2 separate regions of the Anas platyrhynchos genome follow, and region 1 is linked to region 2. The links are chromatin contacts, called in public Hi-C maps. All regions are on one chromosome and are shown on one strand. The core of a region is the stretch at or near the end of the contact, and the rest is flanking DNA. Distances in the headings are between cores, read along the strand shown.

Evidence for each region. Hi-C and Micro-C count contacts between places; a contact is called where the count stands out from the background.
Region 1: a Hi-C map of liver shows a contact between it and region 2, with 2.9 times the contacts expected there. The contact joins two enhancer-like sites. A contact is called at or near these places in 3 of 8 Hi-C or Micro-C datasets (liver, skeletal muscle and subcutaneous adipose tissue).

What each region holds. Positions count from the first base shown.
Region 1 is chr8:34,639,856-34,646,389 of IASCAAS_PekinDuck_T2T, forward strand. All of the region lies in intron 3 of LOC106017510 (a long non-coding RNA gene), which reads left to right. Among named protein-coding and RNA genes, the nearest start is that of USP24, 81 kb to the left of the region's middle. Within about 2 kb of position 5,251, at least 3 of the 8 cell types and tissues checked have an H3K27ac peak or open chromatin away from gene starts, as enhancers often do. A contact at or near this core is called in subcutaneous adipose tissue, where this site is marked.
Region 2 is chr8:34,567,466-34,574,508 of IASCAAS_PekinDuck_T2T, forward strand. No RefSeq gene overlaps it. Among named protein-coding and RNA genes, the nearest start is that of USP24, 9.2 kb to the left of the region's middle. Within about 2 kb of position 4,841, at least 3 of the 8 cell types and tissues checked have an H3K27ac peak or open chromatin away from gene starts, as enhancers often do. A contact at or near this core is called in subcutaneous adipose tissue, where this site is marked.

The DNA.
Region 1 (6,534 bases), core at 4,001-6,500, 73 kb after region 2:
GGAGTCTCCTGGGACACCTGGGGCCTTCAAGTGCGTTTGTAGGGATGTGCACCACGATGGGACAACGTGGTTTGGTCCCCTCTCCAATGCATCTTTATCTTAACTTCTTATAGAAGACTTTTTCATGCTGTCCTTAGTTCTGGAGGATCTCGGGTGACCATTTACAGTATTTTGCTTCCCACTTTTCTGGTTTAGCCCTCCTGAACACATGGTGTTTCACTCCTTTGGCCCGATCAGTTGGCTGGGTAGCCTGGAGCTCTCATGCCCCATTCTGCTCAGGGTCAGCTTTTAGCATCCAAGGCTTTCCTCTGTTCTCACCTGAACTTCTGGCATACTCTAGCTGCAGGCAAACAGGGCGTTACTGCCACTTCTGGAGGATATTTTTCACTGAGCCACTTGAGAGTGAAGAGCTTGTTTCCTGTTTATACCTCTAGAGAGCTCAGCCCAGCCATTTCCCTGCTGTGGGTTTTGGAAAGGAGCACCTCTTCTGTCCGTTCAAGCACTCTGAAGACATCTGAGCCCACATCTGCACAGTCGGATACAGATGGATCTGCCTGTTCCTGCCTGAGCGGGGCTGGGGATCCTGGCCAGACCCACTGCCGTGTAAGAAGGTGGATTAGCACAAGCGTGGTTTCACCCTGCCAAGCTACTGTGCGTCCAAAGAGACGACATCAGGCCTGTGATCACTTGCATGTGTCCTAAATAATTTGAGTTTTGAGCCCTTATGCGCCAGTGTATGGCGATGGTCAGCAATAGATAATAAAATATTATCTATTTGATGCTGCTGTGAAGCAGTGACAGCTTTTGTTCTCCTTCAGACCCCAGGAAAAAAAATCAGTGGAATTAAGCAGAGCATCTGATAAGCCTTTGGGTGTTGCCACAGCCTAACCAAAAACGACCCTCAGCCCTGCTCTGTCTGTGAAGAGGTGCATTTCAAATGTTTTATAGAAGTCATTTTTATACAACTCCACCGATTTAATTCACTTTCATCCTAACGGATATTTCTATTTAAGAGAGTACTGGTGATGCTGAGTAGGTACAGAGTGTTTTGGAACTGGAGGAAGTTCTTTAGCGTATAAAAATCTTATTAAACCTTAGCACACATCTCTGCGAGCTAAATGTCCATGTCCTAAGATCTGAAAAAACATCTAGGGAAGGATATTATATTCAATAAATCATATGGAACTATTTATCAGCAATCACTTCTTTAACTTTTCCACAGTCTTCAGTTTCAAAGTGCATTTTGAAGTGACTGAAGTTTGTACAGAGCAGTTTATTTAAAAAAATTATTTTAGGAAAATTACCTCAGGGTTGATTGCGTATTTATGAAGGGTTTCTCTTTTCTTTCTTTTTTTTTTCTTCTTTTTCTTTTTCTTTTTTTTTTTTTTTTATTAAATATTAACATAATGCAAGAAAATGGCTTTATTAAGAACAGTGGAAAATGTGTAAGGAAACAGACAAGATTTTGTGGCAGACAGTCTGCAGTGGGAAAGGTTTTGCTTGTCATGCACTCACAAACAACAAAGTCAGTGGAAAGACCTCGAGTTCCATGGGCTTTGGGTTAGGCTCTTTACCAGTGGGGGATTGTTCACTGCAGAACCTCGAGATGTTTCTGGTTATGTCTGCAGCCTCCTCAGTGAATGTATTTAGATTTTATTTTGTACTTTTTTTTTTTTTTTTTCCTGTCATTATCACTGATTATTTTTATTATCCCATTTGAGCCCTGCCTCATCTCCTTGCTTACTTCCTCCTTAACCTGAACAGAGTTCTGATTTTCAGTTACAAATGAAATTAAGATGCTCAGGATAAAAACAAACAAATGCTTTTACCCTCCAGCAATCATTGCATGATCTCTTGCAAATCCATGTTGGCCACTTTATGCTCCTGACATCATTCATTCCTGGAGCAATTACGGTCTGCTGTAGTTTAATTATGGTGTCTTTCAGTACACAACACAGCATGGTGCTAAGTAATGCAATCACTGAGCGATTACATTTTCTAAATCATGAAATAAATCTGATTGTGAGTGTGTGGTGTGCAGTTTACAGTCAACTGGATGACGACTTCTTCCAGTGCAGTCAGCCTCTTTCATGATGAGCCCATAGGTTGGAGTAGAACAAACTTTTGGCTGTCAATTGTTGTGGGCTTTATGGATTATTATTATATATATATTTTTTGGTGATTGAAACTCAGTGTTTTCAAAATATTTGGCATCTGTCTGAACCGTAGTGGTACTCTAAGGGCTTAGCTCGGGGTCTCCAGCAACAAGATGAAGTAAGAAGGCTCCATGAGCTGGCAGTGGCCACGTTCCCAGAAGGTTGGCCTCATCTCACAGCCTCAGTTAAGAGGTGTTTGAAATCTGCTGGCTGTCCTACGAGCTGGGAGAGTGGGAAGGGAGCAGGGAAGAAGTGGCTGCTGTGGTCAATGCACACGTGGGGCAGGAGCTCCGGCTGTGCTGGGAAGTCAAGGTGCTGTTTGGATCCAGGCAGACAGGAGGACCCTTTCCCAAGCATCCCTGACTGTTGAAAGGGAAGTTGTTTGCAGTCACGCAGTCACTTGGAATGGATTAAGTAGACAAAATAGGAATGTTTGAATAAAGTAGTAGCCACAGCTCTTGTGTAGACAGTAAACAATGGTTTATTGACAGTAAACTCTTGCTGTTATGGTAAAATGTCTTGAATCACTTATTTCTTGAAAGACTCAGGCAGGGTGTCTTTGGTCACTCGCACATGTTTTGTACTTTATCACAAATCAAAACATCCTGATTTCCAGGCTCTGGAACACATTACTTGTCCACGCTTTCCCTGTTTGAATAGAAGGTGGCAATCCCAGCTGTGCACTCGTCAAGGCTGTTTTTAGGTAGCATCTAAGAGTTAGGAACAAGCTGTGGATAGATGAGACCCTAGGATTTGTGCAGCAGAAAAACATCCTCGGACTGGGCTTGGCAGAAGGGAGTTGTGCTGATGGATAGCTCTTCTTAGTATCCTTCTGCTTAGGCTTTGCTGTGTTTGCTGTCAAGGAAAACCGTGTTTTATCGCTCAGGCAGGAGCCTCCAGTCTCTCATGTGGTCTGGTTTAGCTTCCACGGCTTGAGGAGCCTCCTCGAATGTCTCCATTGCATCTTGACCCTGCAAAGGAGATGCTGCCTGAGTCCCTTAGCACTGGGAACATCTTCTGAGACCGGGTTGTCTCTGGTCTGGAAACTGCCACTCAGGTTCAAGAAGGCCACTGCTGGCCTGCTGGGTTCTGAGGAGAGCTCAGTGTGGCTGTCACCTCCCATGAGCTGCAGAGTTTGAAATAAAAACCTTGAACGACCCTTACACCGGATACTGCACTGGGCAGAGGGGACTGGTCAGATGGCTGCAGGACAGAGTTATCAGCTGATATCCACGGGCTCCTCACAGGAGGCATCCCCAGCTAGGGCTGTAGCCATGTACCATCATCAAAAGCACATCTCATCTGCATCTGTCTCAGGCAAGATGCAAGAGAATTAAGGGAAATTAAGGGAAAACTATCAAAAAGGGAAAGAAGCTGTGATTGCCTCATATATTTTCCTATATATTCTTCCTACCGAGGAACAAATCCCTCAGCAAATCTTGTCCTGAACAGCTCAAGGCCTCGACCGGTCTCTTCAAAACTCCTTCTTGCAGCCTTCAGCATCCAGAGGACTCAAGCCCACGATACTTCCAGATTTCTTTTTCCAGTGAGGGACTTGTTGTGACCCTCTCCCAAGGGCCCTGGCCTCAGGAGGTGAAGATTGCTGGGCCTTATGTCAGCTGTATCCGAAGTGGGTTTTGTTGAACGGCCTCCGCTGCTGTTTATATTTTGTAATGCGCTGCGGCTGGCTTTTGTTGCCATTAAAACTTCATTTGTTTGGAGGATCTTTTCAACAAACTGAAATCCAATAAATCACGAGTAAAATATTTATTATTTCAACGGGATAAGAAGGGGAGGGAGGAGTGGACAAATTTGTATTCCTTCATCAGCATGTTAAATGGGAGACCGTGGGGACACGTTAGCCACAGGAGCCTGTCCCCAGAAGAGCGATTAGTTGGCTGGACAGGGCCAGCTGAGTGACAGCTTCAGTTTGGGAAGCAGACACGGAGCAGAAATACTCGGAGTGCTCCAGCTTTAGCCTGTCTACCCATGTAATCACATCCACAGATGATGGTAGGGAGCTCAGGGCTTCTGGATTAAAACTGTCAAAAATACAAGCCTCTAATGCTCGAGCTGGAAATTCTGGGCTAATAAACTGGTCCCCGTTATGTTGGTGGCAAAGCTGCTATTGTCTGAGGTTACACTCCAGGTCTGCTTTAGTTCACAGGCAGTAGCAGGCTCCACACTCCTCGTCCTGCTGTAGGGGATGGAGCACTAGCTTGTGGCAGGACAAATGACACAGAGATCTGGAGCAGGACATGGAAAATGTCATCACCGGCATCATCACATTAGAGCTGCGTGGCTTTTTTTGTTTGTTGAACAGCGAACTCAATTAAAACTGGTGTGGGATTTAGAGCTGTTCGTGCACTTTTGCGTTCAGCCCGTGGCTCTGGCTGAGAAGGCAGAGGCACAGAGGGGAAAGTCAGTCTGATTTCAACATCTAACACACAGAATGTGTTGCCTATTCACTTGGAAATGATGCTTATTTTTTAAAGTGGCTTTTTTCAATGCCAGAGACACCAAATAATTTACTTTTGAGCTGACCTGAACAGAAATGGTTCTGAAATCTTTCCATGGGACTAAGGCAAAATTTGTGTGTCATCTACTGGGAAATTCTGAGCGCAGGTGTGAAGCGTGGATCTGAACATTTATAGCTTGTATATTTGGATGTAGCAGGCTCTGTAATAAATTGGATACCTATATCTAATATTTCTATGGAGAAGTGCTACAGCTATGACAGAATCTGTCTTTTCAGCAAGGAAAATGTCTTTCTGTGCCTGTAAAACAGACCCTGGCTGGAACCAGCTCCAAAATACACTAGCAGAGAGCTGCCCTGCAGTTTTTCACATTAAATCCCATTCCCTCAACCTGTTCTGCTGCACCATAGCTTCTACCCCACACAGTCCCGAAAGCCATCTCCTTCACTGCTAAGGCCTCTAGATGCTACTATAATACCATAAAAATGTAGAATCGTAGATAAAATAAGTTAGTGTCCCATCTGTTAAAAACAGGACGTGCGGCAACCCTTCCCAGTGAGTCATCTGTTCAGCATTCTCAAGTCTTTGAGACCTCTGCACTCACCAGGGAGCTCTGACATTTACCAATGTTATCTTTCTTATTTCAGTTTTGGCACCTTCTTCCTTTCCTCAGAGACTGTACTGGGCAGAAACCACGTGAAATGAGCAGCAGACATCATCTGTCATTTTTCTGAAAGGTTACTGGGCTTAAGTGTGTTGTTTGGCCGCAGATGGTGGTAACTTCACCAGAAAAACAACGAAAAAAATACAGTGAAAAAAAATGTTAACTGGGCGGGATTTTACTTGAGGGGTCCATTTGTTGAAAGGAAAGAGTAATCCTTATTCATACTGACTTTTGGGATGACTAAACCCTCAAGAAGCAGATCAGAAAACGTTACAAAATGCTTTTCCTACTATCATTTGCAGTGAATCAGCACTAAAGGAGTCACCCCGTTGGCAGCATTCCCATCGGGGTCAACGGAGCCAGGGTTTCACCCCTGGCAGTCCTGCACGGCAGGAGGGGCTCGCCGGCAGCCTGCATCCATCCGCTTTCACTTCTGTGGGCAGCTGTGAGTCCACTTGCCGTGTTTCATAACACAGGAACAACGAGGTTATTCAATGAACACGCAGGAGGAAGAGTTTTAAAGCAGGTCAGTGTAAATACTTGCTGCACAATAGTGTCAACACCTGGCTTTTTATCCCTGGTAGGTGTCAAAGTACTGCACAGGAGTGGTCAGCACCGGTATCTCCGTTTAGCAAAGAGACAAAGAAAGGCAGCACTACCTGTTCCAGGTCACCAGCCAGGCAGACAATGGCAGAGACAGAGTGGAAAACATCCCCCTGCACTACGCAGTGGCTTCTGGTAAAAATCAAATTGCCTTTACGTTAGGGAGCTCATTGCTCCAGGGCAGCGTGACACCAAGAGCTCAGGGGCTTTGCGTGGAGAACAAGCACACAACACCGGCAGCTTTAAAGAAGAGCTCGGATCAGGCAGCAGCTCCTGGTGTTGTACGGATCTGTCTGATGCCAGAGAACAAGAGGATTTTGTTTTAATGATGCTGCAGGGTGCAGGGGTGGTTTGTGGCAGTCAGGGTGTGCTTGAAATCCCTGCTGGCTGTCTCGAGAGGTCAGTGGTCCGCGTAGAAGGGGAGCTGTCATTTGGCAAGTCTGCTCCGATTGAGGTGAGCAAAGGTGTTGTGGGCTGCCACCAGAGATATTTGCACACAAGGGTACAAAACGACCCCGTTTTCCTGGAGTTACCCAGAAATAAGCAACAGAAGGAAGCCCATGATAAGCATTCTCGTGGGGTCTCATGGCCCACCCAAAAAAATCAGCCAGCACTCGATACCTTGCACCTCTGT
Region 2 (7,043 bases), core at 3,591-6,090:
AGGCCTTGCTGCTGATTTTAGGGATCCGCAGGGGGCTGCAGGAGAGGTGCAAACGCGTGGTGAAGGTTCAAACGCATGGCTTAGGTTCAGAAAAATCAAGAGGTTCTTCAAGGCTGTGAGAGCCTAAAGCCTTGGATTCCTCCTGCCTCATCTGCCTGCTGGCACTCGCAGCCCTGTTGTCCCTTTAATGATGCACTTGATCTGTCTGTGACTCATTTGAAGCCTCTCTTATCTCCACCAGCTTCAGGGCTGAGTCGCACCCACGGACCAGCTCGGTTACTGCACGGTGTTATTAGCTGCTCTTTTCGCTCCTAGGGTGCTCCCAGCCTTTGATCTGTCACCGTATCGCAGCAGAAACTCCCTCCCCGCCACAAGGTTTTGTTTTAATGTTGCGGTGCGTTGTGCAAGGCCATCGGCACTGCAGGAATGCTGCAGCCTCTGCTGCCTGCTCGCTGTGCTCACAGACAGATCCGTGTGTTCATGTGTGAGATCAGCTCTGGCTGATTTCCCCAATATCCTCAAATCTATTAATCATATTCCTCAATATCCAAAAAGCCTCAAATAATCAGTGGAAGTCGCTCTCCGTCCTCCTGCAGCGTTTTACTACAAGGTGGCAATTTCCACCAGGCACCAAGTAGCCTACAAGTAACGTGGAGTTACAATGACGTGGTTAGCTCTTCCCTTCCTTCTCCCTGATGCATTTCCCTGCCTGTTTGTTGCTGTTACAAAACCGTGGGGCAGGAGCTGTTTGCTCCATCCATGCAGCAGCTTCTGTCGTGCACCCTGACCAGTCTGTAAATCCCGATTTTACTGGGCAGTGATGAATCCTGCCCGGCAGCAGAAAGTCTCCTTTTGCTGGTCAGGCTGGATCCTGTTTAATTTGAGGTTGGTTCCATCAAAGCTAGAGACCTCAATGGGAAGAATGGTGCTGTCTGTGCAGCGGGACTGATGAGACTTTGTTTTGCCTCTTTCACAGTGGGTTTCTTGTTAAGCTGACCATCCTGCCTGATGCTGGAGACGTCAGAGAGGCCAGACAGGAGAGACTCCCTTCCTGAGAACAGGGGGCTCTGCTGCCCAGCACAGCACAAGCGCCCAGCAGAGCTTTTCTAGTAGCTGACTCATTCGGACACGTGGCTTCCTTCCACACAGGTTTTCTGGTGCCCAGTAGCTGAGCTCACACCGCAGCCTCAGTTGCAGCCTCGCTGCATCGTTGAGGTTGACTCAACAAAATATATTGGGTAGCTTATTTTCATTATATCCGTCGGTGCTCAGTAGCTCTAAGACCTCTATTCGTGTGTCAAATTCGGCTGCAGATTGCAAATGGGTGAAGAAGTTATTGGGGCATGGGGCAGTAAGTGACAAAAACAGGCAGCACATTAGTTGAAACCATATTTGCTTAAAATCAGCTAAAACCCTAATAGTGTTGTAAGCAAGGCCAGTGGCAGCATCCGAGCCATTTCTGCTGGATCAGATGCCCTAGCAAAGCCTTCCTGACTTGTAGGATTTGGGGTAGAAAGTGGCACAAGAAACACGTGCCATCCCACAGCCCGTGGAGCAGTCAGTCCCTGCTGTCCTGCTGCGGCTCAGTTTCATCTGCATGGTCAAGAATGGGCCTTGCTGGGCTATGGGGTAGAGGATGTGCTCCCTACACCTTGGTCATGCACTACAGGGAGGGCTGTGGCTGTGGTATTTGTCTCCTGTGGGGTCTGCCAAGTGGCACAGCCCTAACACTGCGGGGTCCGACCACAGGTGGCTGATCTTAATACGGTTTAATAATGACAAATCGCTCTCCTTCCACTGGCCAGGTTGGCTGCATTTTATTTCTGTCTCAGAACCTCTCCTCTCTCCCACGTTGTGATCTGTGCAGAGCTGTGTGGTAAGTTAAAAGCTCTGTCTGGTGTGTGGGCAGGAGAAAGGCTACAGCCTGGTGCTGAAAACGCATGAGATGTGGTCCAGGCTCCCGGGGGAGAATGAGGCAGGGATTAGAGATGCAAGTCTTGTGCTGTGTTCATGAGACTTGCCAGCCTGTTTCCCAGATTCATGACTCCTGATCCTTCACTGTGTCTCAGGCCCAGCCCGCAGGCACTGGCTGTCCGTGTCCTGGGGCTTGTGCCAGACTTTAATTGTCTCTGTTGGTGTGATGGATGCTGGAAGGGAGGGCAGCCTGCAGAAGGGTGGCGTTTCACTGCTGCTGCTCTTGCTGGGAATTCCTTTATTGGAAGTTACTGGCATTTGCCCTCTTGTGAAACGTGTAGGTGCGCTATTTATAAATGCACAGATCCCACATCTCTAGCTCGTACTCACATTTAAGGATAATCCCCACAGTGAGGGGAGAATTTGTCCAGGACTGCAAAGCAGCTCAGTGGCAGAGTTGAAAATAATTCACGGAGATACAGCTACTTGCATTCATCACTTTTCTCCTGCAAAGTGCAATTTTCTTTGCTCTTTAAAGCATGGGGTTTCTTGTACAGCAAGATTAACCTAGCTGGATTTCCAGAATCTCTGATTGTCTTTTACCTTTTCACGCATGGATTTGCTGATGACCAGTAACAGGCAAGCTTCTAAGGCCGTCCTCAGTGGGAACACGATTCTTCTGCCTGACTTGCACTTTTCGTGAAGCCGAGGGCATTTAGCTACCTTTGAGGCCTGCACCCCACTGTTGGGTTGGCCAAAGGACCCAAGCAGAATGAGGCAGACATGGATGCTCCCCAAATGAGGAGCATGAGCCTAACTGCTGTAGAAACAAGAGTTTTTTTGCCTCTTTCACGGAGAATCTGACAGCTCCTGGCGTGCTGGCTGTATCTGCAGGACACACTGCCCTCTTTTGGCCCTATGTGGGCTCTGGAAATGAGCTGAGAAACTCGCTTTTCACATGTCCTTTCTGGGGCCTTGTGGGGGAATCTGATTTGTGATGGGATTTACAAAGTCAGGCAGCGTTACAGACTCTGTAGGCAATTCCAGGGACCTCATGAGAGGGTTTATGTGGAATTTCAGCATGAAATCAATTGTGAGAAAAATAACCTGCTACTGGTTTTATTATCTGCAACACAAGCAATGTAAGCATCTGCAGAAACCTGCTGTCTGGGTTCTTGAACACATGCTGGAAGACTTCCTCTAGTTTCCCTTGTAGATGAGAGTTTGATGTAAATGTTGCAAAATCGTCATTATGATATAAAAGTTTCAGGGAATTTCTGTTTCCAGATGTCATGGAGTTGTAGGAGAAATCCAGGAACAGAGAACTGGTTTGAAAGAGACATCTCTGCCTTGATCTCAGCGGTGCCCTTTGGGGTTATGCGGGCTCAGAACCTGTCCCTGGCTGCTGAATGAGTGATTTAGTGTGAAGCTGAGCTTTGAGCTGTGCAGTACTGGTATTTTAATACATGGGATGTGGGATTTTAATACATGGGATGTAATGGTTTCACGTCTGTACTTTCCTGCTACTTGTTGTGCTTGTGTGGATTATTTCATTCTGGCAGCGTCTGACATTGCTCACCCTTTTTAACGTCCTGGAGAACCTCATTAATCTTATCCGTTCCTTTTCTGGATAGGTGAAAATGCATCATACAGCAAGACGGGGGGACAAGGAACATTTAGTTGTTTTTCAGAGCGATTGTGTCTTTTTGTTTTGTCTTTTATCAAATGATGGTTGTCAGTAAGAAAACCCAGTGTGACTTGGAAGTGTGCGTTCCCACACGCTCTTGAAGAAGCAGCAGATGGAAATCGTGCTTGGGTCAGAGCGTCCCAGAACAGAGAGAGTCCCGGGGCTTCACATGTCGATGGATATCTCCTCATCTGTGGGAATGCACGTGGAGCCACAAAGCTAGGTCAAAAAATCAAAACAAAACAAAAAGATGCTGTGATCCCAAACATCTCACCTAGCTCATGCCTTGCACAAGGGCTCTGCTCTCAGCCAGGCTTTTGCTAAGATTCTGGGGAAATGTGTCAGCTTTAGGAACCCTCTGTCCTGGGGTGCAGGACACCCGCTGAGTGCTCTGCCAGGTGTTCCCTCTTTGAAATGGAAATAAATCAGCTCTGCTCCGCAGTGCCCCAGCCTGACAACTCACATCTGGCACGTGGGATCAGTGAGCAGGAGAGAAGCCCCGTGCCCATCTCAAGAGCTTGCTTTTTTATCTCAGGCCGTAGTCCACCCCTGGCATTTTCAGCCTGTGGACCACCAGAAGTCAGATTATGGTGGGAGGGTGGGTGGCAGGAGGGGGAACCTTCCCATGAAAATAAATCAGCACAGGTTTGCCTCCATGGGAAGAAATCTCCCTGCCTCTGGTCCTCCATCCCTCCTTTGGGGGGATGTAGATGCCACCACCGTGGTTTGTGTCATCTTTTTGGGGAGCACAGCGAACGCTCACATGTATCAGCGGCCTGCTTACTGTGTTGTTTTCCTTCGAACCGAAATAAAAAGGAAAAGCTGGCAAAACAGCCAAAGGGTTTTATTTTTTTATTTTTATTTTTTTATTTTTCCAATGCAAGAAGCTGGTTTTTGAAGCCATCCTTGGCTCGCCATCAGCAAGCTGCACGAAATGCTTTGACCCATAGCAGCTGGCCCTGGGCTGGTGGGGAGCAGCCTGGGCAAGCCCACGGGTACCCCGGGAAGTCAGGAGCAGGAGCGTGAGCAGGCACGGCAAGCATTTGCTCACGCTTCGGCTTGACCGAAAACATACCCTGACCCTAGAGCTGCAGGCAAGGTGAAAATGACTTCGCAACTGTTGTTTATCCACTTGGATTACTCACTCCTAATTAGAAGATGGGGAGACGTGCACCTTGTGTTGGTCTGGGCTGGCTGGGAAGGAAGGCAGGCTGTCTGCCACCAGGGGACACTGTAGGATCGCCTATAATCCACCTGCCCTGGGCTGGCCTTCGTGTTTTGGCTCAGCCTCCCTCCAGCAGCCTGTGTTGAGCTCCTTGTCCTTGGCACTCCTTGCTCTGGCACTTGGTTTCTTGGTTTCTTCTTGTTCCCTGCAACGCCGGCGAGGCGTTTGCCTGGGGTGATTTTATCGTGCAAGGTCACCGCAGTATTTTGGGTTTCTTTCTGTCTCTCCTTCCCTGAGGCAGGTAGCAGGCATGGCAGCTTCCTGGGAGCATGCAAGGACCCGCGTGGGCATGCAACGCTTGGCACGCGTGGGACAAGAGGCATAAGCCAGGCACAGCCTGTCCTGAAGTTTGGGAGTGCTCAGAATGGAGATTTGGGTTTGGAAGATTAAGTTCAGTCTGGATGCAGAGCACCCCAGTTCCCCAGGGTAAAAAATGTCCTCTGTTCTCCATAATAAAAGTGATATGTAAGGTTCATGGATTTTGAAGTTAGTGCCCTGATACTTTGTGCAATAAGAAAGACACATCATTACTTCCTTGAAATTAAAAATAAATAAATTGTTATCAGGTTGCTTTTTCAGTTGGAAAGAAAAATTCCTAAAGGAGCCTGAATAGGTGAGCGTGTGAGCGAGGCTGTTTCAACTCATAGAGGTTATGGGATGACTTTCCTTCTGGATGGGAAGCTCCCCTGCATTTTAGGATCCTCCATGGTACCAGGAATGTTCTGATCTGCAGCACTGCCTGAGGATCAAGGCAGGGGTGTTGTTATCATCTACCAACGTGTCCTTCAGTGCTAACTCACCTATTTAGAGGAAACACAGAGCTGTATCTCTCCTCGTCATTTTGCATAGCTGCCTTGCATTCAAAAAGTGTAGTGCAGCTGAGAGTCTGGCCTGTGGTGCACACACAGGGCTTTCTTTTGTGCAGCGCTGTTTCAGGAAACAACTTCACCAAGAGCTCATACCGCTCTGGACAGAAAGCTCGCATTTGTGTTTAAACCATTTAAAAAAGGGGACAGCAATTTTTGAAGCGAACAGTAAAAATGGGCTGGCAGTCAAGCGATGTTTAAGGACACTGCAGTGTAGGCAGTGATCCCTTGCAGTACGTCAGGAGGCAGCAGTCTGTGTTCACTACGTTACAGTGAGCAGCAAACGCCTGCGTTTCAGCCAGGCCATCCCGTGCTGATTATGATTGATTGGAATTCCAGGGAAGACTCAAATTCAGTGTGACTCCTCAAAGGGGGGTCACGAAGGGGGATAAGTATGCGGGGATGATAATAATAATTCATTCATGCCTTCTATTCTTTATGGTGCCTTGTCCCCTGTGATAGCAGAAGCATTTCTGTAATCTAGAGTGTGTCGGAGTGTTCTTGGAACCCTTCTTTCCTGAGGAGTATTCTCTTTGGGAGACTGCTTCAGCTCACTGCGAATGACAGAGCCCCAGATTTCATGTGTGTATGTAGCCTGGGAACTGATGGAGAGAGAAAGAAGGTGCAGAAACTCCTAAGAGAAATCTCCGTGCTCCCCAACATCCCACATTGCTTCCTGAAGTGGCCAAGGAGCAAGGCAGGGCTTCCTGGTTCCCATGGAGGCATGGAAGAGTCTTCATGCCACCCAGGTTTAGGCCAAGTTTTGGAAAAAAACAGGTTCTTCCTACAGCTGAAGGAGAAAAATATTCTGACACGAGAACGGGGGCCAGCATTTCACTGCCATCTCATACCCAGAGAGCAAACATGTGGCAAGAGTGGACATGCTTGCATTTTTGGTGAATTACCCAGAGCCTCATCATCTTGCTATTGATGCAGGGAGACAGCAAGGTCCTGATCTAACACAGCCTGCCAAAACAAAAGGTAAACCTGTAAGTTTTTTTACTGCAGAGTGAATTTCTGGTGGATCTTCACTTTTACGTCATTGGGCTCTGGCTTTTTTGACCCGATAGTAGGCGTCCTAAAGCTGGGTTTACTGTTTCAAAGAACCATGTCTTGCACTGCTCCCATTTGGATTATTTTCTACAGAGTGTTTTTACTCCATCAGCTCCTTGGTTGATTGGATTCCTAAGCTGAGCATGAAAATTAGGAGTCAGAAGTGGTCTGAATGCACTCTTCTGCCCCTGCATTCTCTCTGGTATAGCGGGGATAGCCAGGAGGAAGTGTGGGGTTTTGCCAGTGGAAGGCTGAGGTCTGAATCTAGTTTGGGGTCCACTGATTTCAGAGGATTTCC